Regions from separate parts of the Pan troglodytes genome. Here region 1 is linked to region 2. Evidence: chromatin contacts called from public Hi-C data. All regions are on one chromosome and are shown on one strand. Each heading gives the region's core, a stretch centred on a gene start, on an enhancer-like site or on the middle of the called end of the contact. The rest is flanking DNA. Distances are from core to core; before and after follow the strand shown. Region 1 holds the start of LOC107970586. Region 2 has its middle 48 kb from the start of NR1D2.

Evidence for each region. Hi-C and Micro-C count contacts between places; a contact is called where the count stands out from the background.
Region 1: a Hi-C map of stem cell-derived neural progenitor cells shows a contact between it and region 2, with 4 times the contacts expected there. The contact joins the promoter of LOC107970586 here to the enhancer-like site in region 2. A contact is called at or near these places in 3 of 7 Hi-C or Micro-C datasets (blood, induced pluripotent stem cells and stem cell-derived neural progenitor cells), 1 of 1 datasets of contacts at active chromatin or transcription factors (stem cell-derived excitatory neurons) and 1 of 1 other capture datasets (stem cell-derived neural stem cells).

The regions. Positions count from the first base shown.
Region 1 is chr2:28,476,954-28,483,263 of NHGRI_mPanTro3-v2.0_pri, reverse strand. It overlaps LOC107970586, which reads right to left and starts at 3,563. Exons shown (of 2, transcript XM_054680448.1): 1 at 2,971-3,563. The coding sequence starts at 3,561. It overlaps THRB (thyroid hormone receptor beta), which reads left to right and starts at 1,750. Exons shown (of 10, transcript XM_016940582.3): 1 at 1,750-2,329.
Region 2 is chr2:27,981,743-27,988,802 of NHGRI_mPanTro3-v2.0_pri, reverse strand. No RefSeq gene overlaps it. Among named protein-coding and RNA genes, the nearest start is that of NR1D2, 48 kb to the right of the region's middle. Within about 2 kb of position 4,147, at least 15 of the 24 cell types and tissues checked have an H3K27ac peak or open chromatin away from gene starts, as enhancers often do. A contact at or near this core is called in stem cell-derived excitatory neurons and stem cell-derived neural progenitor cells, where this site is marked.

The DNA.
Region 1 (6,310 bases), core at 2,314-4,813, 500 kb before region 2:
CATAATCTAAAGTTTGAATAAATGTTCTTCCTTCAATCAAGTCATCATGACATTCTCCTCCATTGTCCTACCTTGTGTAAAACCAGAAAAATAAATGACATGATCTCTTGGTAACCCTTCTTTACCATCATCATGCAGCCTGTAGGACAGCCCTCAGAGGTCCTGTTCAAAATGGAACCCTAGTAGTTCACGTTATCATTAACATTGCAGTAAAACTGCCCTCCCCCATTGTTATAGAACATTGTTACTACCACAGTCTCATGAATTGTTTGAATAATGCCACGCCCTTTATTTATTTCATGCTTTAATTGGCTCATTTCTGAATTTTCTGGGCAAAATGAGATCAGAAAGACAAAGCCCTTGAACAAAGAGAAGCAACAGTTTTTGTTACATTTCGTTTTGTCCGCTGTATGTCTCCTTCTTAAATAATTTAGCTCCAAGTTATACTCAGGAAGAGAAAAAAATTAAAAGTTCCAGTAGGCCGAGAAGCCTATGATCCACCGTGTTGAAGGAAGATTTGCTTCACCTCACCACCCCCCAACCCTCTCCCCCCCCCCCCCCCCCCCCCCGCGGTAATACTAAGTTGTTCACACGCTGTGAAGAAGACCCGAAGACTAGGTTGTCAACTGTTGGGGCCTACCTGCGCCAGACTTCTTCCTCAGTGGCCAGCTTTCTCACCCCCAGTTAGCCACCAGGGGGCCGCCTGCTTGGAACAAGTGGTGTAGACGCCACAGCTTTTCTCCAAACCAACCAAAACATTCCGGGGCAGCTTTGGAGCAAAGCCCAGGAACTTCCCTGCAAAGGAGAACAGCTCTCCAACTACAGAAGCCTGCAAGTCCTGTGGTGCAGACTTATTAAGAGTAGAGAAGAAAGCACGGATTTCTCACCGAGGACCAAAGGGAAATGGGGTCTCTGGGGCCTGCAACTTTCTTAAAAGTGCATCAGTGAAACCCTGCTTATCCAGCGGGGTGGTTGTAAATGCTGTCAGCAGGGGCGGGGGGTCTCTCACCCCTTTCCCTGGGACGCTCAGAAGAAGCGAGAATAAAACATACATGTCACTGGCTGGAAATCTAGAGAACCTTCCAATAAATAACCTATACATTGTCAGGCAGCTGAGGATCCATATCGTCATACCTCTATTATATTGCGTGTTACACGAATAGATGTGAATATTAAATTATGATGTCGGAATTATTTTAATACTGTCTATAAGAAATTAATTGTACTCTGTTGTCAAAGTAGTTTTGTTGCAACTATAGTTCCTTATTGACTACCTTTTAGCTGAGTGAGGACTCGGTATTTCCCAAGTATCCTTCTAGCTCAGAAAGCAAGTCTCTTCTTGGTCTCCAGGACTTAAGGTCGGGGGCATTTGAGAGACCTATATTTGCCCGGGAAAGATCTCTTGAAGAGTATACATTATTTTTGTCTTCCTGGTTTTATCTATACATTTCCAGGGCAAAGACAAATTAATAGGGCGGCCGTTCTGGGACCTGAGGAGTGTCTCAGCCCTGTACGCGCCTCTCCCACGATATGCATAATGGCGGTGGGGGCGGGGGTGTCCTCCTTAAGGGCAACCCAGGCACGTCCCAAACTTCCATTCTTGGGGTGGCCGTGGTGTTTAAGAGAGCTGCCAGATGGTCGGACCAGCGGAGGCCCCAAGAAGAGCCAGAGCGCCCTGTATTCCCGACACGCGCCACAAGTGGTTTAGGAGCGGAGGGAGGAGCGCGGCGGCACGGGTCGGGCCGGTCGGGCCGGGCAAAGAAGGCCGAGACGTGCTCCTGGAAGACTCGCCCTCCGGTCCCGGTGTCACTCGTTCCCCATTCTTTCCTCTTCTCCAACTACAGTAATGACGCCCAAACCCGCACCTATGCGCGCAGGCAATCGGGTGGGTGGACGCGCGGCCACCAAACCCACACCACCGTCACCAACCCTGGGAGGGCACGGCCGGGATTAGGAGGAGGGGCAGCGCCCACACCTGGGGAGGCAGGTGCGGAGGCGGCCGGCCCGGGGACCTCGAGTGCGTAGGACTCGGTGTCGGGGTCGGGGTCGGCAAGCCGGGCGCTGTGAGCGCGTCGGAGCGCTGGCCCGGAGCCTGGCAGGGGGCGTCAGTACCGGCTGGGCAGCCCGGGGCGGTGGCGGTGGCGGCGGCGGCGGCGGCGGGGTGTGCGGCCAGGAGGCCATTTCCTCGCTGCGCCCCTGGCGGAGCCGGGTTTGCCTGCTCTTGGCCGCCGCCGCCACCGCCGCGCAAGTCGGACAGCCGTGAGGGCTGGAGGGGAAACCAGGTCACCGGTTCGCAGACGCGGCGCGGAGCAGGCGCCCCGGGCCCGGAGTAAGACAGCGCCCGGGAAGCGGGCCGGGGCGGGCCGGGCACGCGGGGGACCCGGAGAGGCGGGGACTCTGGTGCCCCAGCCACAGTAGCTTCCTACGCCTATAAAAGTGGAGAGACCGGGGAGGTGCGGCGCGGCCCTGGCTGCGGCCGCCTCTCTTCGCCCAAGGAGTTGACATTTTGCAGGACTCGCGCGACGCCCAGTCGCCGGCGCTCCCCGGGACCCCGCCGCCGGGAGGAGGGGGCGGAGGAGGGTGGAGACTGCGGGGCTTGGCCAAGGAAGGCGCACATCCTCGGGCGGGCGGCCGTGACGCGGCGGGGATTAACTTTGCATGAATAATGTGAGTGCGCTTGGAAAAGAGACCTCCTGCTCCGCGGGCTCGGGGCAAGAGCCCGCAGGCTACCTTCCCCGGGCAGGGGCGCTCAACCCAACCGGCTCCAGGGCACTGGTAATTTGGCTAGAGGACCGCGCGGAGGCAGCGGGGTGAGAGGAGGAGGGGGCGACAGTTCCAACTGTCCACAGGGTGGGCGGGATGGTGACGGAGCGTCGCAAGAACCCGGAGGGGTGCGGGCGGCTAAGCCGAGCGCGCGCGGGCGGGCAGGCGGGTGAGCGTGGGTGGTGGGGGTGTCATCAGCCTGATTACCTGCCTCCGCGGGGCTTCTGCGCCCCGGATCTGGGAGGAGGTGCCCTCTCGTGTTCGGGCACCGCGCGGCGGCAGGCTGGGAGCTACGGAGTGGACAGTGGTGGAACAGGGTGGCCGGGCTCTGTTCCAATCGCAGCGACTCTGTTCCTCAAACCCCAAGCCCAGCTGTTGACATGTTCCTTGTGAAATGGAGTTTGGCATCCTCAGCGCCGAACCCAGTGGAAGTTTCCATGATGAGGAAGTTGTGTGACATGGGGGTTCGGAAAAGGTTGGCAGGCCAGGGGGGAGGGTTAAAGGGACTGTGGGTCTCCCATCCCCCCTTTTTCGCCTGCCCCGGAACTCCCGGGCTTGGAAAGGAGAATTATCCTGAATGTTGGCGTGCGCCGTGGCCGGTGCCTGGCGACTGGGCTTCTCTCCGCCTCCTGGGGGCTTGGCGGGGATTTCGCTAGCCTCCTGGGTCGCGCTCCTTCGCTTTGCTTCTCTTGGCGCAGCATCTTCCTCTGGGTCGCCTCGAGTTGGTTGTGATACCAGTTGTGCCAGCTGTGTGACCTCCACCCCCTCGGAGAAGGACTCATTTGGGGGAATTTTCATTCTTAGTGGATTTTGCCCTTCTTAGCGGCAGTTGTCACTTTGGGGGAGGATTTCCCAATGACCATTGTGGGATTATTATTAGTGCTAATTCTTAAGCCTTCTTATTTATTTTAAGGAGGGGGAGGGAGAAAATGAGATGAATTTTTTTAAATGTACAAGTTTCCCCAAATGGAAAATTTTAAAAGAAGGATCTAGAAACATAACAATTCATAAAGTGAGTCAAAGAAAGGAAAGAGTTTGCATGAACAGCCAAGTTCAGATTCTCCATTCTCCTTTCTCCACATAAATTTAGAATTTTTGAAGATTCAAACACTGTGTAATCAGTAAATATATTTGAAATACCTTCTTCCTCAGCACATTATTGGTCTTGGGTACTAGTGAAATTCAGTTTTAAAGACCTGTGTGGAAGTTCAAGAAATTAAGCATTCCTTGCACAGTGTATTAATATCAAGCACAGCAGTTTATATAATGATAAACGTATTAGGTAATGTAGACCTGTTGGGCAATCTTCACATTATCTGGCTTTAGTTTAGTATGCTTATTTAAATTGTAAGGATGTATAGCATGCAGTGCACTGCAAAGAAATAAAAATTGCATTTTAACGTCTTCATGATTCATTCTGAATATTCAGTGACTGACCTGCTCCCCAATTCACTTCTGCTTAATTCTTTCTAATTCCGAAATCAGTCAGAGGCTAGGAAACAATGAAAAACGTGTTTCAGTGCAAAGTATTTTAAGCAGTTGATGTTTTTAGGATGTTTTCATGCCAGGTGGCTAAGTGTTTTAATTGAGTCAAACAGAAATTCAGTACCAAGTGATTTGTTTGGAGTGTTTTATACAAAGACATTGGTGAACGATCATTTATAATTTGAGCATGTTAAAGAAATACTAACAGAATCTATTTTTACCTGATCTCAGAGGTTTATTATATATTGGAAGTGAGACCATCTGCTAGTAAATATAGTTTGGCTTTATTTTATAGCCAGTGAAAATAAATAATACTGAGTATAGCTACAGAACTGGTTTTTTAAAGTGAAATAATTCCTGTTGGCATTACAATGCAAAGGTATACTTTTATTGACATTGGAATATTGTTACATAAAGCAACTGACATTATGTAGAGGAATGAATATTCCATGTCTCTCCTTTCAGTTTCTTTGTAGTAAATTCTGCCATAATTAGAGATGAATTAAGACAACTTCTTTTTAATCCATTATCTTTGGGAAAGGTGATTTCTTAAAATCGCCTTAAAAGCAGAGAAAGCTGTGGATTCCTTTCCTCTCCTGGGGTTTTTGCAGTTGTTTAAAGCATGAGTTGTGTGGAGCCACAAATGGTATTGCATGTTTCTTTTTTTAGTAAGCCCATCTTTTTGATGGAAATCAGAGTAAAGGTGATGGGTTTCTTCGCCCTGGTCTTCTCATTCTAGTGTAAGATTATGTGTCACCTTCTTAGAAAGCCCTTCTCTGACCACTTGAGCAAAGGCGGTCCCTCATTCCTTTTCAGACCCATCACACTGGTTTTTCTGTTTGTTTGTTTGTTTTGTTCTTCTTTTTCTTTCCTTTATTGTATTTGCAATCTGAATTGTTCATTTCAATTGATGCTTGTTGATCACCTGTATCCTTGCCTAGAATATCGAATCCATGAGCACAGGACTCTTGACTGCCTCACTCACTCTTATTTTCCAGCATCTAGAACAATACTTGGCACACAGTAGGTGCTGGATAACTCTTTGGTGAATAAATTAATGATTGTGTCCAAATATTATGTTCTCAAAAATACCTGACTACACATCCTAAGTGGGTGCCAGTTGGGCATGCCAAGATCTATTCTGTGTGTGCGTGTGTATGTGTGTGTTGCACACATTCCATGCTTATATGGTTCACTCTATTTTTTTTCTCTCTCTCTCTCTTTCTTTTCGAAATAAAAGCTGGCCTTCCATTCTGTGTAGTGACAATGCAAAGAGTTATTTCTGTGAGTTCCTCCTAAGGGCATTTGCCTTGAATACATGGAAATCCTCAGCAGCAGAATTTTTCTGACATGTTACCTTGATCCCTGGAAGACATTGACCTTCAACTCCCTGAATTTCAGCAGAATCTTTATGAGTTCCAGAAGCATTGCCAGTGCTAAGAGTGAAATTCCAGGGACTAGACTTCACTGGGTGATGGCAGTGTCTTCTCACTCAGCAGGTCCTGGCAGTGCCTCTGGCAATGGCAGCCCTAAGTAGACCAACCAGTGCATGGTGGTACAATTTGGGCTGCAAAAGTGGTGGTTGGTGAGGGGGCAAAATGTAGTGGTCAGGATCCAACACAAGATGGAAATAAATAGGTCTTGGTGATAGCTTTGAAAATAACCTGATAGTTATCATATGTTATTAGTTAAGTCAGCCAGCCTCTTTTTGCCCTCTTTTGCCGCTTCATAAAAGTATTCTGAACCAAATGATGGTGGGAAATATTGCATTATTTGAGTTTTCAAGTGACCAGAGCATAATATCAAAGGAGTCATCTTCAAATTAGTTATTCATGGAAACTCTTGCCAATTGAGAGCAAAAGGAAATTATAATTGAAGATTATGGTGATTTGTTTTTGTATCTAGAGTATTGACTTTCATAAGTGTGCTGAGTAAATGCATAGTAAAAATTTCACAAAATCAGACTGTTAAAAATGGGAGGGGAAGAAAGATCAAAATCTTGTAGAGGAGGGAAGATAATTAAACTACAATCCTAAGTGCTTACTGCTTTAGAGTATTTAAT
Region 2 (7,060 bases), core at 2,898-5,397:
TCACTCAGATCCAGGGAAAATCATCAGACTGACCATTTTTCATCTCAAAATATTTATTCTCATTGGCATAAGAAAGGATTTATTATCAACTTATGCAAGATGCAGATAATAAATCAGCCTTAGGAGTTTGTAGTAGAAATGATTAAATATGGCAGGAGTTTGAGCTCATCTGGTGCCTGGAATGGTTTGGGGTTTTGAAATTCTTTTTAACTACTATTATACAGTTTTAAAACCCAAAACATATTTTCTTAAGGCTTTTTTCCTTCATTTCTAAACCCAAGCGTATGATCAAGGAAAATGGAATCCTTGTGCTATTGAATGTATTTACACTCCATTCAGTTCAGTGCATTACAATGTATGACACTGACATTCTCTTTTGTAGGAGTTATTTCAAGGCCTAAATGATTCTGAAGCTAAAATTTTAGGGAATTTTCTTTCCCAGCCCCTGAAAGAGTCCCAAAATTTGCAAGCCATACTCTTGACTCCTCACCTGGAATATCAGGTTCTTAAAAGTTTTAATATTCATATGATGGAAAGATTAGTGAAACAAGTTCTTCCCCTCTCTCTTTTGTCCTTGACTCTAACTGCTCTGGATAAATAGAACGAAATGGTGTCTTTATGAAGAAACAATCAATACTATCTTGCAAGTCTCTCAGCAACTGAGTGGAATGGGATGACAGTGGAGAATTCCACAGTAAAGAAATAAAGGGCACAGTATGAATACAAGGTGCTACCAGACTCTTCCCAAAGCCCTTTGCAAAATAGTATCTCCTATTATTGCAGCATCCCCAAGGGGCAGGTGGAGAATTGTTAATGGTACAACTGGAAAAGCTTGTTAATGCAAGCTCAGGAGAGTGCCTTTACCTCCTGAGCTTCTTGGGCTTCCTCTGGAAAGTGACAGGCTAACCTGATCCCAAAAGATGTTATGTGAGTGTTTCTCCTGCACGTCCATCACAGTGCTGGCAGCTGAAGCTCCATGCTTGGGCAAATAAGCTAGTGACACTAGAAAGGAACAGTTTTGAAGACTGACAGTGTCTCAGAGAACTGGCTGTGCAAAAAGGGAAGTGCTTACATTTAAAGATTTAAAAAAAAAAAAAAGACTTTGTGCATTAGCATTAAGTAAAAATAAATTTAAAAGGATAGGTGTGGATAGATTGCATTGTCCATCATTTGTGAAAAGTATCACATCAGATGTTGCTAATATGCAAGTATAAAGGCTTTTCAATCACTTATTTTTCAAATATGAATTAAAGTAGATTAGAAGTCATCCCTATAAAAATGCCACTCTTACCAGCATTTCCTAGATTAGGGAGGAAAGATACTATTACCACCAGGGTCCTGGAAATTGTATATTGAGTGTTCCAGTTACTGTTACTGCATAACAAAATACTTCAAATGTAGAACTGTAAAACAACAATCACTTTACTTTGCTCACAAATTCCGTGGGTCAGGAATTCAGACAGAGCTGGATTGGGCAGTTCTCACTTGGGGTCACTCAAGAGGTTGCAGTCAGATGTTAGCTGAGGCTGCAGATAATTGAAGGTTCTGACATCCAGGATAGTTCCCCCACACAGCTAGCAGTGGATGCTAGCCATTGACTGGGAGCTCCGCTGGGGCTGACCAGGGAGCCTACTTATGACCGCGCCAGCATGGCCGTCTCAAGGTGGCTGACTTCTGACATAGCAGATCAAAGCTCTAAATGCAAGTGTCCCAGCAACCAAAAAAGTTGCATAACTTTTTATGACTTGACCTTGAAGTCACATAGGTCACTTCTGTCATATTCTATTGGCCAAAGTGGTCACAAACCTGCCTAGATTCAAGGGAAGAAGCTCCTCTTAAGGGGAAGTGTGTCAAGAATTTACAGATAAGACTTTAAAACCATCACTATCACTATAAATACTATCACTTAAGTGTGTTATGTCATTGGAAGTTAACCACAAAGGCAGACGCTATTGCTGCCCTGTCCTATATCCCCCTGGTCCATGTCTGAGTTCAGTGGCAACTACGGTGGACAGTTCCTGTGACTGCTGACAGCTTCCTACCTCAGGTCCCCAAGTGTAGCATCCCCTGTTCCTTCCAGTTTTTCCTTTGTCCTGGCCAAGAAATACAAAGTGCCTTAACTGCTGTGTGACCAGTCAGCTGCGTATTTTTTCCTGCAGGCTTGAACCGAAGCCAGGCCTTGAATATTCCCAGACACTGATAAACTAATTTAGGTTGTTGCCTGAACCACGAAAAGAACAAACATGTTGCTAAACATGTAGAAAGTAGCCCCCATCCCTAAACAGAATTCCTTAGACCCACATATAAACTCCATACCTGGATCTGCATGTTATGGACATACCTAGACAGATCTTGTTTCACTGTCTGTCAAGCGGACACGCTGCAGCCCCCTCCATACATAAGTTCCCCTAATAAGTGTTTGCACTGATCACCCTGGCATTTAGTGTTTCTTTCTTTGGAATCCCATCCAGCCCCATCTCAGGATAGTTTGGGGCAGTTGCCTGCAGGAATTCCCCTGCTGCCACTTTTGGGCTGATTCCAGGCTCCAGTTCAGCCACACAGAACACCAGGTCTCTCTGTTTCTCAGCCTGAGGGTTTCTCTGGTAAGTGGGAACTGGCTCAGCATACAGAGGTAAGCTTTAGCCAATAAGAGACAGAGTCAGTGGACAAATACCCCGACTCCCTTGTCCCTTAGTGGGACAATTCTGAGGCACATTCAAGCGGTCCCCGACATGACTGAGCTCAGATGCCCTTAGTGGCACCCAGCTCATTAGGCCCAGCACAGGCTCTCCTCTCCCCCTCTGGATTTCTCCCTCCCTCATTTCTGCTTCCTGGCATCACTTCCCAGCAGCCAACTGCTTGTCTCTGAATTGGCTTTGGGAGCACTCAAACTAAACACCCATTATATGTGTCTGGGTCTGAGTATAAATGACCTCTAAGGTCCCTCCCTAGTCTGAATTCCTATTATCGTTATCATTTCATCCTTTCATCCTTTTTTTTTTTTTTTTAAGACAGGGCTTCCTCTGTTGCCCGGGCTGGATTGCAGTTATGTGATTACAGGTCACTGCAGCCTCCAACTCCTGGATTCAAACAATCCTCCCATCTCAGCCTCCAGCGTAGCTAGGACTACAGGTGCACACCACCATGCCCAACTAGTTTGTTTAATTTTTTGGAGAGATTGCAGTGGGGGTGGAGGGGGCGGTGCTCTTGCTATATTGCCCAGGCTGGTCTTGAACTCCTAGTGATCCTCCTGCCTCGGCCTAAGTGCGGAAATGGATGCTTTTATAAACATGGTTACCCGAGAAGCTCTAGGATTGTCCTGAGTTCTCAAAGAAGTCACAGGGTAAAGCCAAAATCACCCCAATGCCAGGGTGGATAACAATGTTTCATTAGTTGATCCCACCTTCCGAATAAAATAAAGCATTTCTTACTCCAAAAAAGAAAGTCCTCGCTCCCATAAAGTAGCCATAAAAATCAGCACTAAGCAATGGTGTAAAGTCTGAAAAATTAAGTGAGACTGCAAATAGAAATATCCCATTAAAACCTAAACTTTCATAGACAGCAAACTTAGGGTAATTGCAATGTCTATAGCTAAGGGTACATTTTGTTTTATTCTTTAACTTCTCATGCCTCCAAGAAGTACAGTCATGCACCACACAATGATGTTTCAATCAATGAAAAGCCACATATATGACAGTGGTCCCATTAGATTATGCCATATTTTTACTGTACCTTTTCTATATTTAGTTATGTTTAGACACACATACTTATCACTGTGTCAGAACTGCCTACTGTATTTAGTACAGTAACATGCTATGCAGCTTTGCAGCCTAGAAGCAATAGACTATACCATACAGCATAGGTGTGTAGTAGGTTATCCCATCTAGGTTTGGGTAAGTACACTCTGTGGTGTTTACAGGATGAAATCGCCTAATGACACATTTTTCAACAAGTATTCCTGTTGTTAAGCAACGCATGCATCCAGGCTCAAGTTATGCTCTGAAATTAGCTTATCAAATGAATCAGCCTTCCCTTGGCTCTTAAATCTTATATAATTAGCTTTGTAACATAATGCGTTCAGTGGCTGTGGGCAAAGCTCAAAGGAGTGAGAAAATCCATTTAGGGCAGTTGCCAGAATTTCCGGTGTTTCCTCAAGCTGAGCTGCTAATTCATTTTCTTGGCATAGCCTAGGATGGATCCCAGATCTGCCAGGCCCTTCTGGCTTCCCCTCCATTGGAAATGTCTTGAGATTCAGTCTTCTGTTATTTTGAGGCCTTCTTTTGATGTCCCACCTGAATGAAAGAAGTGTGGTCACAGAAATGACAGAAGTTTATCATTTGTCAAACCTCAGATTTGAGTGGGAATTGATTAACTGCGTTATGTGCCAACCATCCCCAGAGTTTCTCAACTCCCACAGCGTGTCAGCAACAAAAGTCACAAAACTGCATAGGAGACAGATACGCAGTTGTTTTCTTGAAAGAACTCCAGAAACCAAATTATACAATTTCTAACACTGGGCTAATTCAGGGGCCTGGTAAACATAGAAACCACAGAGGGGAGGGAAGAGGAAACAGGGGAAAGCAGGATGTCTGGTCTAATTCACCATTCACTTTGCTCTGCTCTGTTTTATAACAATGTCAGCTCTATGGAATAAAACAAAATGTGGCTTCTGTGTCTTTAAGGCCCAGGCAGCACTGGCAATGGATAGGTTTCCATAGCAACTTGTAATTCCACTGTCTATTAAGTGGAAAAGCAACAATAGAAAATCCCTAGCAAATAAAGTGTGATACCTCTCAATGACAATTATCTGCTTATTACAGTCTCGCTTTGAGTGCTTAAAAATACAAACACCTAGAATCTTTTACTATGTTTGAATGAAGCAGGGCTATTTCTTTTCTTCTTTTTCTTTTGAAAAACTCTTAGACACAAAAGAAGAAACAAGTTTCTGAGGGTGTTGAGACGTCAAGCCTCTTTGGTGGCCCCAGATGAATTCTCCCACTCTACACGCACACTGCACAAAAGCAGAAAGGAGGATTAAGCAATTCAGAAATCTACAGCAACATGAGGTGGATTCCCACCACAGGACCTCATCCAATCAGCGTCCATCAGACTTGCTTGTAAGAGGCCTGGGACCACATGAAGTCTAGGGCAGTGTACTTTGCACACACAAAAAAATTTTTAAGATTATAACCTCATTAAACATCGATAAGCATCCATCCATAGTCAATCAATTTAAATAACATTTATTGAAAGACTGTTAGGCAATTTGTGAGACACTAGAAAAACAAGAAAGACCTCTAGAAGCTCACAAACAGGGAATGGAGAGAAAAACAGAAATCTTTATGTGACCCGGTTTCTCAAGTGTTATGAGCTGAATTGTGCCTCCCAAAAATTCATATGTTGAAATTCTAACACCCAGTACCTCGGAACATAAACTTATTTAGAGATAGAGTCTTCAAAGAGGTCATTAAAATGAGAGAATTAAGGTGGGCCCAATACAATCCCACTGGTGTCCCTAGAGGGAAGACAATGTGAAGACACAGGCCCCTCCGCAAGCCAAGGAGAGAGGCCTGGAACAGCTCCTTCCCTCACAGCCCTCAGAAGGAACCAACCCTGCCCACATGTTGATCTCAGACTTCCAGCCTCCAGAACTGTCAAGAAATTAACTTCTGTTGTTTAAGCCACCGAGTCCATGGTCCTTTGTTACAGCAGCCCCAGCACATGAATAAACCAAGCTATATCCTTTTTTTTTTTTTTTTGAGACAGAGTTTCGCTCTTGTCCCCCAGGCTAGAGTGCAATGGTGCAATCTCGGCTCACTGCAACCTCCACCTCCCAGTTCAAGCGATTCTCCTGCCTCATCCTCCCCAGTAGCTGAGATTACAGGCACCTGCCACCACAGCCAGCTAATTTTGTTTTGTTTTTTTTTTTGTTTGTTTGTTTTTTGTATTTTTAATAGAGATGGGGTTTCACCGTGTTGGCCAGGCTGGTCTCGAACTACTGACCTCAGGTGATCCAACCCCCTCAGCGAAAGTGCTGGGATTACAGGTGTGAGCCACTGCACCTGGCCTATTCTTTTTTTTTTTTTTTTTTTTTTTTTTTGAGACAGAGTCTCACTCAGTCACCCAGGCTGGAGTGCAGTGGTGAGATCTCGGCTCACTGGAACCTCCGCCTCCCAGGGTCAAGCAATTCTTGTGCCTCAGCCTCCCAAGTAACTAGGATTACAGGCGTGCACCACCACGCCTGGCTAATTTTTTGTATTTGTAGTATAGATGAGGTTTTGCTATGTTGGCCATGCTGGTCTCGAACTCCTGGCCCCAAGTGATCCTCCCACCTCAGCCTCCCGAAGTGCTGGGATTATAGGCATGAGCCACCGTGCCTGGCCCCAAGCTATATTCTTCTAGAGCAGTGGTTCTCAATCTTTCAGCTGGAACAGAATCACCTGGAAAACTTGTTAAAACACAGACTGCTGGGCCCTACCCCCCAGCCTCTGATCCAGGTGGTCTGTCGTATGACCCCAGAATCTGCATTCTAGGTAGGGATGATGATGATGGTTGGAGGGCTACCCTTTGAGAACCACTGTACTAGGAGGTATTCAAGATACAGGCTGTATCTAATCCTAGCCAACTCAAGTCAGGAGGCGTCATGCTCTCTCCTCCCTGAATCTAAAGTGGATATGATTCCAACCTGAGTTTCACACCCAGGTGCAGTCACAGGCGGTATGCTGCCCAGGTGTGCTTGCCCCGCAGGAGAACACAATCACCAAAGCTGTATCTTACAGAGACCCTAAGCTTTAAGGCACAGTAAGCTTGTCCACTACTAAAACATGGCCCATGAATAAGTGTCCTGGGTTCTGAAATATTAGACCAGCAATTCTCCATTCATGGGGAAATGAGGCAGATGGATGAGGGTGGAGGTTTTCTCTCCTATCCAGGCAGAGGCACAGGGTTGGGGAGAGGGGACAGAAGGATTCTCCCTCTTTTCTCCTCCCTGTAACTCAGGCTACGGGGGCCACAGAAGGCCCAACTCTGGCCCTCCTCTGACTGTGCCCCTGCCCTAAGC